3 separate regions of the Sus scrofa genome follow, and regions 1 and 3 are each linked to region 2. A link is a contact called in public HiChIP or PLAC-seq data. All regions are on one chromosome and are shown on one strand. The core of a region is the stretch at or near the end of the contact, and the rest is flanking DNA. Distances in the headings are between cores, read along the strand shown.

Evidence for each region. HiChIP or PLAC-seq counts read pairs in DNA pulled down with a chosen protein or histone mark.
Region 1: an H3K27ac HiChIP or PLAC-seq map of alveolar macrophages shows a contact between it and region 2. The contact joins the enhancer-like site here to the promoter of PTGER4 in region 2. A contact is called at or near these places in 2 of 5 promoter capture datasets (fetal liver and liver), 7 of 47 Hi-C or Micro-C datasets (alveolar macrophages, blood, embryonic fibroblasts and 2 more) and 2 of 2 datasets of contacts at active chromatin or transcription factors (alveolar macrophages and skeletal muscle).
Region 3: a contact with region 2 is called in an H3K27ac HiChIP or PLAC-seq map of alveolar macrophages. The contact joins the promoter of RPL37 here to the promoter of PTGER4 in region 2. A contact is called at or near these places in 3 of 47 Hi-C or Micro-C datasets (embryonic fibroblasts, heart right ventricle and skeletal muscle) and 1 of 2 datasets of contacts at active chromatin or transcription factors (alveolar macrophages).

The regions. Positions count from the first base shown.
Region 1 is chr16:25,485,600-25,488,985 of Sscrofa11.1, reverse strand. All of the region lies in intron 1 of LOC106506472 (a long non-coding RNA gene), which reads left to right. Among named protein-coding and RNA genes, the nearest start is that of PTGER4, 180 kb to the left of the region's middle. Within about 2 kb of position 2,010, at least 8 of the 83 cell types and tissues checked have an H3K27ac peak or open chromatin away from gene starts, as enhancers often do. A contact at or near this core is called in alveolar macrophages, where this site is marked.
Region 2 is chr16:25,669,187-25,672,730 of Sscrofa11.1, reverse strand. It overlaps PTGER4 (prostaglandin E2 receptor EP4 subtype), which reads right to left and starts at 1,899. Exons shown (of 3, transcript XM_021076655.1): 1 at 1,310-1,899; 2 at 1-851. The coding sequence starts at 808.
Region 3 is chr16:25,801,574-25,804,912 of Sscrofa11.1, reverse strand. RPL37 (ribosomal protein L37) reads left to right here and starts at 1,387. Exons shown (of 4, transcript NM_001243603.1): 1 at 1,387-1,427; 2 at 2,072-2,207; 3 at 2,441-2,525. The coding sequence starts at 1,425. CARD6 (caspase recruitment domain-containing protein 6) reads right to left here and starts at 1,062. Exons shown (of 6, transcript XM_021077098.1): 1 at 890-1,062. The coding sequence starts at 1,062.

The DNA.
Region 1 (3,386 bases), core at 761-3,260, 180 kb after region 2:
AGGGGAAGTGCAGTCCTTTATTCCTGGAGAGTGGGTGGAGCCCTTGAACTCCAAGAGATTTAGAGATCAAAGATAAAATGTAATTGGAGTCTAGGTCCTCAGGGGAAGTGACAATTTTAAACTCTGCTGGTGGGATTGGACCTTACTTGGAGGGAGGAGAAGAAATTCAGTTGAATGTCTTAAAAAAGGAAGAAAGCAATCTATTTAGGTGTCCTCTCTTTTGTTCACTCAGTCTAGTTCTGCTGTTTTAGATAACAAACCCTACTCTTGTTTTTACAGTGGAAGATCCTGGAGGTCAGGTGAAAATTCAGAATTTTCCTTTGAAGGCAAAATTCCTTGTTTCTAATCTGATTTTAAAAGACAGCGCTTTCTTTTTTTTTAAATTAAAGTTTGATTGACTTACAATGTTGTGTCAGTTTCTGCTCTACAGCATAGTGACCCAGTCATACATATATATATGTACACACACATTCTTTTTCTCATACTAGCTTCCTTCATGTTCTATCCTGAGATATGATGTATTTCCTGTGCCATACAGTAGGACCTCATTGCTCATCCATTCTAAATATAATAGTTTGTATCTACCAATCCCAAACTCCCCTTCCATCCCACTTCCTCCCCTTTCTCTCTTGGCAACCGCAAGTAACTCCTTTTCTAGGATGGAGGTAAGGAGTGTGGGAGATTCCCAGAATGCAAAATACGGGAGATTTCGTTTGTCCTCCTAGTTTAGCCCCTTGCTTTCCAGCTAGAAATTTATTTTAAACTACTTTAACAATTTACTTTATATTTCAATTGAGTAAATATTTGGATTGGAGTAAGTTATAAGAAGAATAAAATACAGGACATACAGTTGCACATTTTTTCCAAAATGATCCTGGACCAAGCAACATCTTCCATCTATAATGCAATTATTGCTGATGTTCATGTTGATGACACGTAGACACTAAAAGACTCCAAGATGCTTTCTTATTCCTGAAGCAGTATCAAGTTATATTCTAATTTTATTGCAGATTAAAAATATTTTGAAATGGTTTGAAAATTGGAGAGTCCATGTTAATTTCCTCATTTTTCAGATAAAGAAATGGAAATGCAAAGTCATTAAGTGACTTGCCTGAAGTCACACTAACTGGTGAGTGGCAGCACTGGGTTTACAGTTTAGGTCTTTTGATTCATCGAGGTACTCAAGTTTTTTAAAATCCAGTCAGTTCAGAGTTCCTTTTATTTATGTTCTACTGTATATGTTTAATTTATGTTCTACTGTGTGTTCAGCACTAAGCTGTTTAATATGCTTAAGTGTGTGTGTGCATGCATGCGTAGTTGTGTGTGTGTGAGAGCAGAAGAGATATAAGAAATGGTGCTAGATTTCCAAGTTCTTAGAATCTAGTCAGGGATATGAGATATACAGGTAAAGCAATAATGAATGGTAGAGTTCAGTGGTATTTCCCAAACTTTTATGTTATGTGCATGAGAATCACTGGAAATCTTGTTAAAATGCAGATTCTGCTTCAGTAGGGATAGGGTGAATCCCAAGATTCTTCACTTCTTACTCTCATGTGAAGCATATGCTGTCAGAAGAGACATACTTTGAACAATAAGGCAAGGCAGGAAATACTTAAGGGGCAAATTATGTAGTGTAATTATAAAACATGAAGGAGTTGAGAGTAATAAAGGGTAATCAGGGAAAGTTTCCTGGAGCACATGGAATTTGGGCTCCTCTTGAATAGCGGATGATCTGACTGCATTGGTAAAGGAGTTAGACAAAGAAATAAAATGAGTTAAGAGGGAAAGAACAGGCACAGGAACAGATGAAATGAGCTTCGAGTGCTGTGGTAAGCAGCCTCCAAGATGGCCCCATGGACTCCCCCTGCTGGTATGTACGCCCTCGTGAAATGCCCTCCATTGTGTGTGGCCTGGATGTAGTGACTAGCTTCTTGGGAACAGAATACAGGCAAAAGTGGTGGGGTGCCATTGCCAAGGTGAGGTTACCCAGAGCTTGACTTCGGTCCTGCTTACTGTGTTGCACCATCACTTTCTCTGAAGGAAGCTAGCTGACGTGTGATGAGCTGTGCTGTAGACAGGCCCCTATGGCAGAAAACTAATGTGATGTCTCTGGTCAACAGCCAGCGAGGATCTGAGGTGTTGCAATAGGCATATGAGTGAGTTGGAAGTAAAGCCTTTCTGAGTCAAACCTTGACATAGTGACAGCCTTGGCAGATGCGGAGAGGCTGAGCCAGAGGACACAGCAGAGCCACGCCCAGGTTCCTGGCCTACCATGAAACAATTATGTTTGTTGTTTTAAGATGCTAAATTTGGAGAGAGTTTGTTATACAGCCAGGCATAACTAATACAGTGGGAAATAACTTTGAAGGGAGGAGGTAGTGTGAAATCTAATTGTGGAGCAGGGGGAAGCTTGAAAGACTGGTACAACCTTTAGGACATGATATGAAAATGATTATAAGTTCTAAGCTCTCTAACACATACAGAGCTTTACAGAGATATAATTTGTATATCAAATAATACACTCATTTAAAGTGTACAATTAGTTGGTTTTTAGTATGTTCACAGAATTATGAAACTGTCACCACAGTCTCTTTTTGGATACTTTCATCATCCCTCAGAAAAATCACATACCCATCAATAGTCACATCCCATTTCCTCTCAGACCTCTCATTCTAAGGCAGCATACGATCTACTTTCTATCTCTATGGATTTTTCTGTTCTGGGCATTTTAGATGGATAGACTAATATACTCTGTGGCCTTTTTGTGTCTGGCTTCTTAGATAATACTTTTAAGGTCTTTTTGTGTTGTATGTAGTGTGTATCAGTATATTTGTGACTTTTTAATGCCAGAGAATGTTACTTGTGTAGTTATATTACATTTTGTTCATTCCTTGACCAGTTCATGGATGTTTGGGTTATTTCTACTTTTTGGCCATCACAAATAATGTTGCTGTGAACATTCACCTAGAAGATTTTGTGTGAACTATGTTTTCATTTCTCTAGGGTATATGCCTACAAGTAGGATTCCTGGGTCATATAACCCTGTGTTTAAAATTTTGAGGAACTGTCAACTGTTTTCCAAAGTCGCTGCACCATTTTACATTTCATTTAGTTATGTATGAGAGTTCTAGTTTCTCCACATCTTTGCCAACACTTGTAAAAAATGTCTTTTTAATTATATCCATCCTAGGGTATATGAAGTAGTATGTCTTTGTGATTTTGATTTGCATTTCTCTAATGACTAATGAGCCCAGGCATCTTTTCATATGCATATTTACCATTTGTATATGTTCCTCAGAGAAATATCTATTTAAATTCTTTGTCCATTTTTTTTGTTGTTGTTGTTGTTGCAGCAGCATATGGAAATTAAGGACAGGGATTGAACC
Region 2 (3,544 bases), core at 650-3,149:
CACCCGCGATGCGGCGGAAGCTCCGGCGGCGGCGAAAGTCGCTGAGGCGCGGCAGGGCGGGGGAGGCGGCGGACGGGGGCCCCCGGCAAGTTGCGGGGGCCACGGCGACTGCGGCAGCAGCCGCGTGGTGCTGCTCAGTGCCCAGCGAGGTGCGTCTCATGAACTGGCGGTGCATACGAAGAAGCGCTCCGCACACCAGCACGTTGCAGAGCACGGTGGCCAGGATGAGGAAGGAACTGAAGCCCGCGTACATGTAGGAGAAGGCGGCGTGCGCCGTCACGTTGGTGGTCCAGTCGATGAAGCACCAGGTGTCCGGGTACTGCAGCCGCGAGCTGCCGAGGCCCATGTTGGGCAGCGCGCAGAAGAGCACATTAGACGCGTAGACCGCGAAGAGAGTGAGGCCCGCCAGCCGCTTGTCCACGTAGTGGCTGTAGAAGTAGGCGTGGTTGATGGCCAGGTAGCGCTCGATACTCATGGCGCAGATGATGCTGAGCCCGGACAGGCCAAAGAAAAGCAGGATGAAGGTGCTGTACTCGCACAGCGCCGGGCCCCCGGGCCAGTGGCCCTTCATGTACGTAGCGATGGTCACCGGGCTCACCAGCAACGTGCCCAGCAGGTCGGTGACAGCCAGCCCGCACACCAATGTGTAGAAAGTCGTCTCCTTCTGCTCCTTGCGCGACTTGCACAGCACCACGATGGCTATCAGGTTGCCCACCACCCCGAAGATGAACATCACCGCCGGGATGGTCACCGGGCCGTTCGGTCGGTCAGAGGCCAGGGCGGATGCATTGGCCCCAGGGGTGGCCATGGTGGTGTCTGGCGGTACACCGCCCTGGAGCGCGAGGCTGGGTCTGGGGATGGTAGGAGAGAGGCAAAAACGCGGTGAGTGGAAATTACCACTTGCAAGGTGCCGGACCCGCGCCCAAGAAATAATATGCTGATGGGTGAGCGGAGCAACTCGATTCTACATTGTGGGTTGTAGCCACTTACCAACTGAGGCTACTGCGAAATCTCCAGGCTCCGGATAAGTCCTGCCCCCAGCACCACTCTACTGGTATTAATATTTATTAGTTGATACTGCCATTCTCTCCTCCTTCCCCCAACCCAACTCACACCATTGCCAAAATGAACAAGACCTATCTCAAGGGAAAAGTGGCTCGCTCATTTCCCCGACAGATTCTGAGTCAATAAAAGTCTCACGAAAACAAGTTATGGAAGTTGATTTGGTGAGCGAGCTCTTTCCTCCCAGGCTCCTCTTAAGGAGCGCCCACCCACTGCTCTCTGCTCAGTGTCCCCAACCCTACCTCACCTGTAGTGGCCGCGGAGATGGCAGCTGAGCAAGCCCCCAGGGTCAAGCCTCAGATGTCCTGGACACGCCTTCAACCTGCCCTCAGCCGTGCCCCGCTCAATGTGAAGCTTGCCCAGCCTTTGCCTTCTCAGAGCCTGCTCTTGGTGGCTGCCAAATTTCCGGGGTCCAAGTGGTCAGCTTTCAAAAACTTGGAGAACCAGAGGCAGCAGGATGGGTCACTGAAGCCCGACCTTGGATTGTTTCTCTCTCTCTCTTTTTCTCGTTTCTTCCAGGATGATCCAAGCTTTGCGGAGCTCTCAGGTCTCGTCCGCGGACGGACAGCGCTCAGGTGTGCGGCCTCTCGCGCAGGTGTCACCGAGCCTCCTGTCCCCGACTCGGGCCGCCTCCTTCCCAGCCCAGGGAAGCGCAGGCGGCTACCGGGGCTGGCGGCTGCAGCTGAGGCCGCTTCTAGCGCCCTGGAGGAGATTTGGGGTCCACTCGGCCTGAGGCTCTGTCCTGGGGCCGTTCATCTTCCTCTCGGCTGCCGGGTTCCCAGCTCCGCTCTAGCCCTTCTAGGCTCTGTACAAACTTTTCTCCAGCTTCAAGTTTCCCTGGCGGAGGCGGGGCCCACAGTGCGCGGCCCGGGCGCCCATTGGCCGGACGGGAAGGGGGCGGGGCGGGAGCGCCTTCCTCAGGGCTGGAGGAACAGAGGCGGGCCCGAGGGCGGGGCTCCGGGCCGCGCGGGTCCCACCGCGGCTTGGGGGCTTTCCGGCCCTTGGAGGGGCTGAGGTGGCGGAACCTTGGACCCTTTGCCTCAGGCGGATGGTGCTGAGAGGCCGCGCTCCGCGGGGACCTTGGGGAAGCCCGGGTGCTCTCTTTTGCACACTTCTAGCTACTTGGAACTGGACATCCAGAGCCAGCTCGGAAACCAGCTTCTCTTCATCCTCACTGCCTCCCGCTCCGAGTGGGCTTTTTCTCTCAACTTCTACAGGGGTCTCCACATCTGGGTGCTGGGAAGGGAGGTCGGCGGCTTAGGACTCTACCTTGGAGCGGCCGAGGTGTGTGTGTGCGCGCGTGCGCGCGTGTGGCCCCGGGCGGAGAGAGAGGGTGGAACAGTGGGGGTGTCTGCGCGCGCGCACTTGGCCCCGGGTCAGAAGTAGGGTGCGCGCAACGGTCTGTTGTGGGTGGATGGGCGGGTGGGTGGATCGGCCCCAGGCTTGGGCGGGAAGACAGCGAAGTATCCAGCCTCTCTCCTTCAAAGGTGTTAGTAGGCAGTGCCCAGGCTGTGGGCTGCGCGCGTAGGCAAAAAAGCAGCCGGGACTGCAGCCTTTCCAGGCGCAGGTGGCAGAGCCCTGCGGCTGCGGAGAGGTGGCGCGCGGTCCCCCGGGGCAAGGTTAGTGAGGGTGGGAGGGCTGCTGTCGAACCGCAGCGGCCTTTCTCCTCCTCCCAGGAACTTCTCCGCCCAGTGAGAACGGTTAGACTGGGCTTTATGCCTTGGCCCTGTTATGTTCGCGTTAGACACCTTCTCCACGAATCCTTGCAAAGGCCGATGCGGCGTGACACTGGGGTTTCAGAGTCATTCCAGTGAAGGAATGCTCCAGGTGTAACTCCCTGGTTAGCCTATTTGCTCTGCCTTTTTTTTTTTTTTTTTCTTTAAATTACAATTTAACTTCTTTTGCGGTGACAAGTTTTCCCGTCTACTCATTCTCCACTTCTTTCTATTCTATTTCTTAGAACAGAAAACTAAAAAAGAAAAAGGGATTGTAAAACTTTATGGCGTAATTATAACCACTTCACTATTTTTTTTAACGCACAAAATGGGATCGTGTGAGCCTTCCTAATTTAGGATCCTAGGAAAACATGCATGTTTTCCAGGGGTTGTATACATGCGTTTTAACGTATTGCATCTCCTCACAGGGTAGGTAAATATGATTCTTGATTGATTATATGATAAAGCAGGCACTCATTTCTTAAATATTTTTTCATAAGTGAACAAACCTAAGAATTTTTCTGGTTCTCCAGTTATTCTTAAATGACACAGTAACAAATGAGTAATAGAGAAACAAAGAGCATTCCAGATTTCAACTAATTACAGGAGGTTAAATATCTAGAATCATATTTACACATTTTGTGTAAGGCGCCATGTAGATATATTGATACCACATCATTCTATTGTTTGTATTGTTTCCTCACGAATACCAGGGATTCGGAAAGAAAAACACACATTCGTTACCCAATATCAAAAGAAATGAAAGA
Region 3 (3,339 bases), core at 138-2,637, 130 kb before region 2:
CACTGCGCCACGACGGGAACTCCTATTAACTTTTTTTTTTTTTTTTTTTTTTTTTTTTTTTTGTCTTTTTGCTATTTCTTTGGGCCGCTCCCGCGGCATATGGAGGTTCCCAGGCTAGGGGTCCAATCAGAGCTGTAGCCGCCGGCCTACACCAGAGCCACAGCAACGCGGGATCCGAGCCGCGTCTGCAACCTACACCACAGCTCACGGCAACGCCGGATCGTTAACCCACTGAGCAAGGGCAGGGACCGAACCCGCAACCTCATGGTTCCTAGTCGGATTCGTTAACCACTGCGCCACGACGGGAACTCCCCCAACTCCTATTAACTCTTAAATGTTTGGCTATTTTATTGTTTTGTGAGAGTGAGGGCTTTCCTAGACCAGAAGATTACAACTGGATTAGCGTTTATCAAAGAAGTCTGGGAACCACCAACATTAACACGATAAAGTGTTGGGGTTTTTTGCTTTTGGTTTTGTTTGGTTTTGTAGGTCCGCACCTGGGGCACATGGAAGTTCCCAGATTAGGGATCGAATGGGCACTATGACTGCAAGCTAGATCCCAGCTCCATCTGCGACCTACACCACAGGTCTCAGGAACGCTGGATCCTTAACCCACTTAGCAAGGCCAGGGATTTAACCCGTATCCTCACGGATACTAGTCAAGTCTTAATCCGCTGAGCCATAAGCACAGATGTCCAGGTCCTACCCAAAGCTGCTAAACCAGATTTCCTCACGTTAGCATTTAGGAAACTATATTCAACAAGTTTCACGTGTGATTTCCCTGGCATAACGAGATCTGCCACCAAACCATGCGCCTCTAAATTACAACTAGAAAAAAACATTTGCCTTTCTCTTTAGATTCTGAGCTCAGCTCCGTGCCCCTAGCGACTTCTCAGTAGGAATCAGCCAAAAGCTTCGGGTCGGAGTGACGAGCAACCCTAGAGAAGCTGGTTTCTCCCAGATCAGGTCCTCTGTCTCATCAGACGCCCACATAGGAGCCGGGAACACTCTGTCCGCGCGCGAACCGCGGGGCGGAGCAAGCTCCCTCCGCAGGTTCTCCATCCGCCCGGAGGCCGGAAAACGCGATGTAGCCACAGCTCTAAGAACACGCGAAGGCCGGAGGGAAACAACTGCAGGGGAGGAAGAGAAGTTCCAGCCTAACCACAGCTGAAGAACAAGACGGGTCCCACGAAGATGCGTGCCCCAGAGCCCCAAAAAGTTGAAAGCCCCGCCCCGCTTAGCTTTCTATTGGCCTTGCCTGGCTCCGGATCCTCCTCTCGACCCCACCCACACTGAGGCAACGGAAGCTTGAAAATGGTGCACCGCGTCCTTCCGGAAGTACTCTCCTGGGCGGAAGCTTCTGAGAGAAATATAGCGGAAGTGCTTTCTCTTCCGGCCTCTTTGGTCACGGTGGCGGAGGCGAGATGGTGAGTTGTATGTAAGGGCTCTCGGAATCGGCTTCCATCCTGCCCGTCTAACTCCGTTGCCTGCTATCCGTGGAGGGGCAGGCAAGGTTTCCCAAAACCGGGACCAGTGGACCGGAAAGGGGCATGCGGGGGCTCTCGAGTGTCAGAAGAATGGCTCCGAAGTCAGGGGGTGCCGAGTCTGCAGCCGTGGAGTTGGAGCTTCTCTAAGGCCTCTTGTCTCACCTTTGGGGAGCCCGCACAGTTCAGCGATTCGAGTGTGACCTGAGGGAAGAGGCATAGTTTTAGAGTGTTTAGCTGTTAGCAAAAGAATCTTTGGCGGTGGTCCCAGGCGGGAGCTCTTAGATTCTAGAGTAGGGGTGGGTAGGAAAACCGCATTTAGTCTTTCGCTTTATTCCTCCCCCGTTTTAATGTAACAGATTTCAAAACAGCAAATTACGGCAGGGTGATTTTAGGTGATGTGGAACTCAGGTAATGACCTCTGATAATACCATTTAAGAAAATTGAAGCTCCCTCCGTTTCAGCCGTTGTGATAGTCTTATCACAACTACTAAGATAGATAATCTTAGTAGTTTTTTTACTTGAAAACATGAGACCGTGTATAGAAATTACTAGATTTCAGAATCGTTTATTCCCTTGATTTGCAGACGAAGGGAACGTCATCGTTTGGAAAGCGTCGGAATAAGACGCACACGTTGTGCCGCCGCTGTGGCTCTAAGGCCTACCATCTCCAGAAGTCGACCTGTGGCAAGTGTGGCTACCCTGCCAAGCGAAAGAGGAAGTGTAAGTTAATGCTTTAGTTTAGTAGACTTAAAATGTATTTTGAGGTTGAGGATAGTCTCTTGCTTGTTCTGTACCTAAACGGGGCATAACTTGGAACATTATTTGGTAGCTGGGGAAACTGCATTTGTATACAGATGGGTTTAAAACTCAAGGTAGGCATTCTTAAGTATATTGACTGCTTACAAGATGGTGAGAAAACCCATTTAGAACTTTAACATGAGTTTTTGTTTTAGATAACTGGAGTGCGAAAGCTAAAAGACGAAACACCACCGGGACTGGTCGAATGAGGCACCTAAAAATTGTATATCGCAGATTCAGGTACAGTTTCCATGTTTTATCATTAGTTCCGTGTGATTGAATAACAACCCTCAACTACCCTGGTCAATAGGGATGAGGTGTTGCAAGGTGCTTTTTCTTCTGCCACCATAACTTTTAATCAGTTGTCTAGATTCTGTTTATTAATCTTTCAGTAAATGTATGAGCTGCAAATGTCTAGAGCATAGTTGGAGCTAGGTTCCTGAAAGTGTGATGATGTTAATTAGTTTGCTTACATAGCGACATACATACCTTACCAAAACTTGTCAAGAAAATAGTGTATAAATGAGAACTTTCGTTTTACTGCTTTAGGCAAGTCTGCTGCAGAAAAGTGTCATAGTTGCTGTTGGATGTGTATAGAAAGAAATTTTACAGTCTTAATTTAAGACAAGCCTTAGTGTTTTAATTTCAGTTCCAACCTAACCCTTATAGAGAAGTTGCATTTTAGTGGTAGTTTTTGAGGGGTTAATCTGTATAAGGTCTCAATTGAGGTGCTTTCTTTGTTGGGAAGGGGGGCATCCTCTACACTATAGGATATTTAGCAAAGTATCTGACCTCCCATTTAATTTCAGATTTTCAGATTTTAAAAGATCACAAGATAGTTGGGGGCTTTGTAAACACAACACCCTTATATGTGTTTGTGCCAAGGTGACCTTTGTTTCTTCTTAAGACGATTATACAGCATTATTGGTTAAGAATTCAGTGGTTTGCTGGTTTAGCGTAAGAGTTAGGAGGGAGTTCCTGTTATGGCCCAACAGGTTAAGGACCCACTGTTGTCTGAGGGTGCAGGTTTGATCCTGACCTAGTTCAGTAGGTC